Linked DNA regions of Oncorhynchus mykiss: region 2 is linked to region 1. The links are chromatin contacts, called in public Hi-C maps. All regions are on one chromosome and are shown on one strand. Each heading gives the region's core, a stretch centred on a gene start, on an enhancer-like site or on the middle of the called end of the contact. The rest is flanking DNA. Distances are from core to core; before and after follow the strand shown. Region 1 holds the start of LOC110520193 (cobalamin trafficking protein CblD). Region 2 holds the start of parp14rs3 (protein mono-ADP-ribosyltransferase PARP14).

Region 1 (2,700 bases), core at 166-2,665:
AACCCGGACGACGCTAGGCCAATTGTGTGTCGCCCCATGGACCTCCCGGTCAAAGCCGGCTGCGACATAGCCTGGGCTCGAACCCAGAGCCTCTGGTGGCACAGGTAGCACTTAGACCACTGCGCCACCCAGGAGTTCGGGTCATTGTCCTGTTGAAAATCAAATGATAGTCCCACTAAGCGAAAACCAGATAGGATGGCATATCGCTGCAGAATGCTGTGGTAGCCATGCTGGTTAAGTGTGCCTTGAATTCTAAATAAATCACTGACAGTGTCACCAGCAAAGCACCCCCACACCATCACACCTCCTCCTCCATGCTTCACGGTGGGAACCACACACGTGGAGATCATCCGTTCACCTACTCTGGGTCTCACAAAGACACAGCGGTTGGAACCAAAAATCTCAAATTTGGACCATGGGACAGATTTCCACTGTTCTAATGTCCATTGCTCATGTTTCTTGGCCCAAGGATGTCTCTTCTTCTTATTGGTGTCCTTTACTAGTGGTTTCATTGCAGCAATTCGACCATGAATGTCTTAATAATGCAGTCTTCTCTGAACAGTTGATGTTGAAATGTGTCTGTACTTGATCTCTGTGAAGCATTTATTTGGGCTGCAATCTAAGGTGCAGTTATTCTAATGAATGTATCCTCTGCAGTAGAGGTAACTCTGGGTCTTCCTATCCTGTGGCGGTCCTCATGAGAGCCAGTTTCATAATAGCGCTTGAAGGTTTATGCGACTGCACTTGAAGAACAAACATTTGTTCTCAACAGACTGGTCCACAGAACGTTTACACTCAAATAAATACATTGAGGGAGTTTGATTAACGGGCGTGAACGGCTAACAGTGGTGAGAAACCGCCCTTCTCAAATCAGAACGTTCCAAAGTTAATGTTAACCCGGTTCATTAATCAAATGCCCTCATTAGCACAGCAACCTCTATATTTTACCTTTATTTAACTAGGCAGGTCAGTTAAGAACACATTTTTATTTACAATGACAGCCTACCCTGGCCAAATCCTAACCTGCACGACACTGGGCGCCACCCTATGGTACTCCCAATCACGGACAGTTGTGATACAACTGGAATCGAACCAGGGTCAGTAGGTACACCTCTAGCACTGCTGCACCACTCAGGAGGTACACTGCTCTTCAGGTACAAAGCTCTCATCTGAACGGGAGTTTGAGGATTATTTTATACATTATACACTGACGAAAACTTTCACATTCATTTTTGTCTGAAACTCTCCTTAGAATTGCCTTTGCTGGCATCAATCTGTAGGTACATGCTGCCACTCATGGATAGGGATATAACGACATCTAGTGTGCAAACATGATTCTGCATTTTGATGTTATTTCTTTTTTTGCAACCTTGTTACGTCAAGCCATTTATGTTGCTCGTAGGGTTCCGTCATTTATCCACGTAAGCGCATGTGCACAACGAAAGGTGAAGCAGATAGATGGCATTCGAGCTAAAGTTAGGTCAAGGATAAACACAGATAAGACCTATTGATATTTTCAACGTATTTTATTGATTCATGTTTGCAAGAAGGGGATATTCTTCAACGCATTTAATTAAGGTAAATATATTACATTTATTGTCAGAGCCTAAACTACTATAAATCGGCCAACGTAGAGCTAGCTAGCACATTAGCTGTGTGGTCTTGCCCCTCAGTAAATTTGTTTTTACTTTCGATATTCAGAGTTTGCTCGTCAATAGCTATCAGACGGAGTCATAGGATGATGATAGGATATATTGAGAATCAGATGATGTTAGAGAGCACTTTCCTTAACAGAGAAGGAGGCATTATGCTGATTTCTGACGCTCAGGTGGTTTAGGTACAGTCGTAAAAGTGCAATATTGGGGATTGAACGTAAACAAAATATACGTTTTTACATTCCCTTTCAGGAGGGTTAGCCCTATATGCAGATTACACACTACATAGGGCGTCATTTTAATTACTTAGCTCTAACGACTAAGAGTGCTATATTTGACCCATTTTTTAAATGTATTTAACCTTTATTTAACTAGATAAGTCAGTTAAGAACAAATTCTTATTTGCAATGACGGCCTATCGGGGAACACTGGGTTAACTGCTTTGTTCAGGGGCAGAACGACAGATTTTTACCTTGTCAGCTCTAACCACTAGGCTACCTGCCGTCCCTATGTAAACTGAAAATAAATGTACTGCAGTTTAGCGGTTCATTAGTTGGATTCTGTTGCAAAACATTTGGTCTGTTGGGAAACATATCTGAAAGAAGGTGGAAGGAACCCTGTGGACTTCACTCCACTTTAGAGCATGGAAGAATTGATCATTTATAGTTGTGAAGCTTGTGCCAAACACTTTAAAGACTATTTAGATTGGAATGGTCAGGAAACCATACAGTACTTACTGTCTTTGCCATAACATTAAAATGAACTACAAATTCCATTTAAGAACCCAACTTCTTTTACGTCATGTTGCAAGAGCATTTGGAGTAAACCGTTTCTGTTACAAAACATTTTGCAACAGAATCTGACCAATGAATACACCACAGCTCTCACTTTTTAGTTAGCTAACATTAGCTGGCTAGCTAGCTAGCTAACATTCCCTACAGTCCTGCTGTATGTACCCTGTTATGTAATGTTGTGGCAGCTATGTCGTCTGAAATAGTTGTCAATGAGCACTAAGTGACGGTACTACTGGGTAAGGTAGATACAG
Region 2 (2,919 bases), core at 29-2,528, 240 kb before region 1:
TTGTAATATGGCAAACTTGATGCAATATAACAAATAAACAAAGAATCACCTTCTCTTCAGTGTTGAGTGCAGATTTTCCCACAAGAGTCAGATTGTTGTCTCTTTTTGGTAAGAGAGGTGGTTTAACATTCTTCACTTTTGTTTCACCGCCATTCTCCTTCAGTTTCACTTGAAGCTCAACCACCCCAATGGGTTTTTTAAAATCTATCTTATGATCTCTTTTAGCCAACACTTTCTGCAGAGCTGGGAAAATGATAAAATACCATCATTAGGTACAGTATATGTAGTCTCTGCCTAATTAACCCATTGTACAAAACCAGATTCTGCTGTTTTGGCTCCTAAGACATTACATTACTGAACACAATCTTGGTGCCTCAGATGTTTGTCAAAATACTTTACATTAACTGTTTATCACAATACTTCAGATATAGGCCTGAGCAAAATAGATAAACTGTATAATTAGGCTAATTTATTCACAATCAGATTTTGTGTCTAAATTGACAGTATGTAAATATTTTGATTTCAAAATAATTTTATAATTACATGCATCTTCGAGGTAAACGAGCAGAGCCTTCTTCTTGTCCCCAGGATAGTCTTGAATTTGTAATACCTCTCCTCCAGACCTCCTTTTGTTTTTGAAGTACAAATCCAACTTGGATCTAATTTTGTCTAGGTCGACAGGCAGACCCTCCAAAATCAGTGTTTTTTCCGTCATTATTCAGAAAATTAGGTCGACCTATATTGATTGAAGCGTGATCATACTTGTATGACTCTTATTTCAGAAACTTTGATTGCTCACCTGTCCTGTTGAAGTGACAGTTCGTGTCTCAGAGGAACGAGGATTCTGAGACTCCACACTCTGAAATCGTGCTACAGTGTCTTTTTTTATTTCGGTTATTATGGAAAATCCGTGCTAATATGTTGTGTTGAGCCCAGATGGTTGCGCCCTGTATAGTGCATAAAATAACTTTCACTTTTGATTTTAACCTCGTGACTTCAAGGAACTTGAATTATTAGTGAACAAGAAAGTGAATCGGTTCTCCACCGAGGTAAAACCAGTTTTAAATTGGATATTCGCGCTTTCAAACCACTTGAGCCACAGACTCCAAATAAGTGTCATGATTTTGGACAAATTGCGCACAACATTGCACAGGTCTTATTTTCACGATTTGGACATTCATTCGCTTTCCAAAGCTAATAAACATGTGGAAATGTGAGCAAGCAGCATTTTGTATTCCTAGATTAATTAGTTAGGGAGCGTAAACAAAGTTGAAACTTTTTCTACATTCGAATTTCAATAGCTCCTTGGTCATGTGACCTATTTGACTCAAACAAGGTTCAGAATGTCCACTCAGTGGGCCTACACATTGCAGACCCTTTAGTTTGTCTATTTTCATCTCATGCAATTTTTCAATGTTTTTCAATGTTTCTAATTTCAATAGCTCCTTGGTCATGTGACCTACTGACCTCAAACAAGGTTCAGAATGTCCACCCCTCTGTCAATTTGACCAGCAGGCTGTAACAACATATTGCTTTGATATGAACTTAATATGAGGGAACTAAAAAGAAACAAACACTCACAGTATTGACTCTGCTAGCTTCAGATCTATGCCCAGATCCCTGAGAAGAATGTGAAGTTTACCAGTAAGGAGAACGAGGGCAGTGATGACAGCGGTCAGTGCATCAAGGAAAAAGGTACAGGAATCAGGGCGGCCAGATATGAACAGACAAAGGGACCATGTCTTCTCATTTTGGATTAGCCTTTGATATATAATAGGATAGATCACTTACTTTTGTGGCTTGATAAAGGACAAATGAATGTATAGTAATGTATGGTACAAATCAGATTTGATCCTATTCCAGAGTTATCTATGTTCATTGTATGTGTAATACTGGGATTCCCCTTTTTTCCCTAGTGGCAGCACAGATCCTGAAGATGGCCAAGTGCACTGTGTCCTGTGACAAAGACAAAGTGTATGTGAAGCCTAAAAGCCTTACACTTGACCCCTCTGTGAAGTTTGAGGTACAGTAGTTCACACAATTAATGTTATATTTAAGTACCTTGAAGACATTAAAGAGTGACTGCCTTTAAAAAGCAACAAATCCCTTTAAAAATGGACGATGTGGCATCGATTCGAGTCAGAAACAGTTATTCTACTGTCAAAATTGACTACAAAGTGTAAATAGGTTAATTTTGGTCATAAAGTCAGTCTCTTCTAAAACGGAGTTTGGAACATCTGTGCATCACAACGGGTAAATGAAGGTTGGGTTTTGATTTGATGATGTCCATTTGCACACTAACATGGGGTGAACAGCTGCAGTGATTGCTCTTTATCCAATAGCATAGACAGTGAGACAAACCTGACCAGCACCTCCAACTTTGTTTTCATAAGACAAAACATTGCACATTTTCTTACTTGAGAAATAATGCACCAAACACCTTAGTTAGATGTAAAACTAAAACATCCTTGGCAAAAACATCATCATGGTTATTTTATTCTGTGCCTACAGTGTCTCATGGGGGACAAACGTCAAAAACCAAACGGGGATGAAACACACCTCCAAGACTGAAATCTCGTTTTTCTAATGAGCAACAGAAAAACACACGTGCCAATCGGTGTGTTTAGTGGCCCTTAAAAGACAATCTCCTACACCCGATAATGATTGAGTCTGTGTGTGTGCTAGGCTAGGGAATAACCGTCTTTACTACAAAGTGTAAAGGCATGTTCCAATCTATTTTGAGTTAGGAGTTGGGGTACGTTCAAGAAAATTATGCCATTCGCCTGGCACTTGTCCACCATTACTTATTTTATGGCTGATTTAGTGCTGTACTGTTGACAAGGTGACACATTGTGAACAAGGTTTGTGGCTGTCGCTGTGCAGGTGCACCTTGATGTCTCCACAAAGACAGTCAACTTC

Evidence for each region. Hi-C and Micro-C count contacts between places; a contact is called where the count stands out from the background.
Region 2: a contact with region 1 is called in a Hi-C map of liver, with 5 times the contacts expected there. The contact joins the promoter of parp14rs3 here to the promoter of LOC110520193 in region 1. A contact is called at or near these places in 2 of 3 Hi-C or Micro-C datasets (blood and liver).

Annotation. Positions count from the first base shown.
Region 1 is chr3:53,393,033-53,395,732 of USDA_OmykA_1.1, reverse strand. LOC110520193 (cobalamin trafficking protein CblD) reads left to right here and starts at 1,415. Exons shown (of 8, transcript XM_021597342.2): 1 at 1,415-1,578.
Region 2 is chr3:53,630,133-53,633,051 of USDA_OmykA_1.1, reverse strand. parp14rs3 (protein mono-ADP-ribosyltransferase PARP14) reads right to left here and starts at 1,278. Exons shown (of 26, transcript XM_021597348.2): 1 at 544-1,278; 2 at 50-243. The coding sequence starts at 715.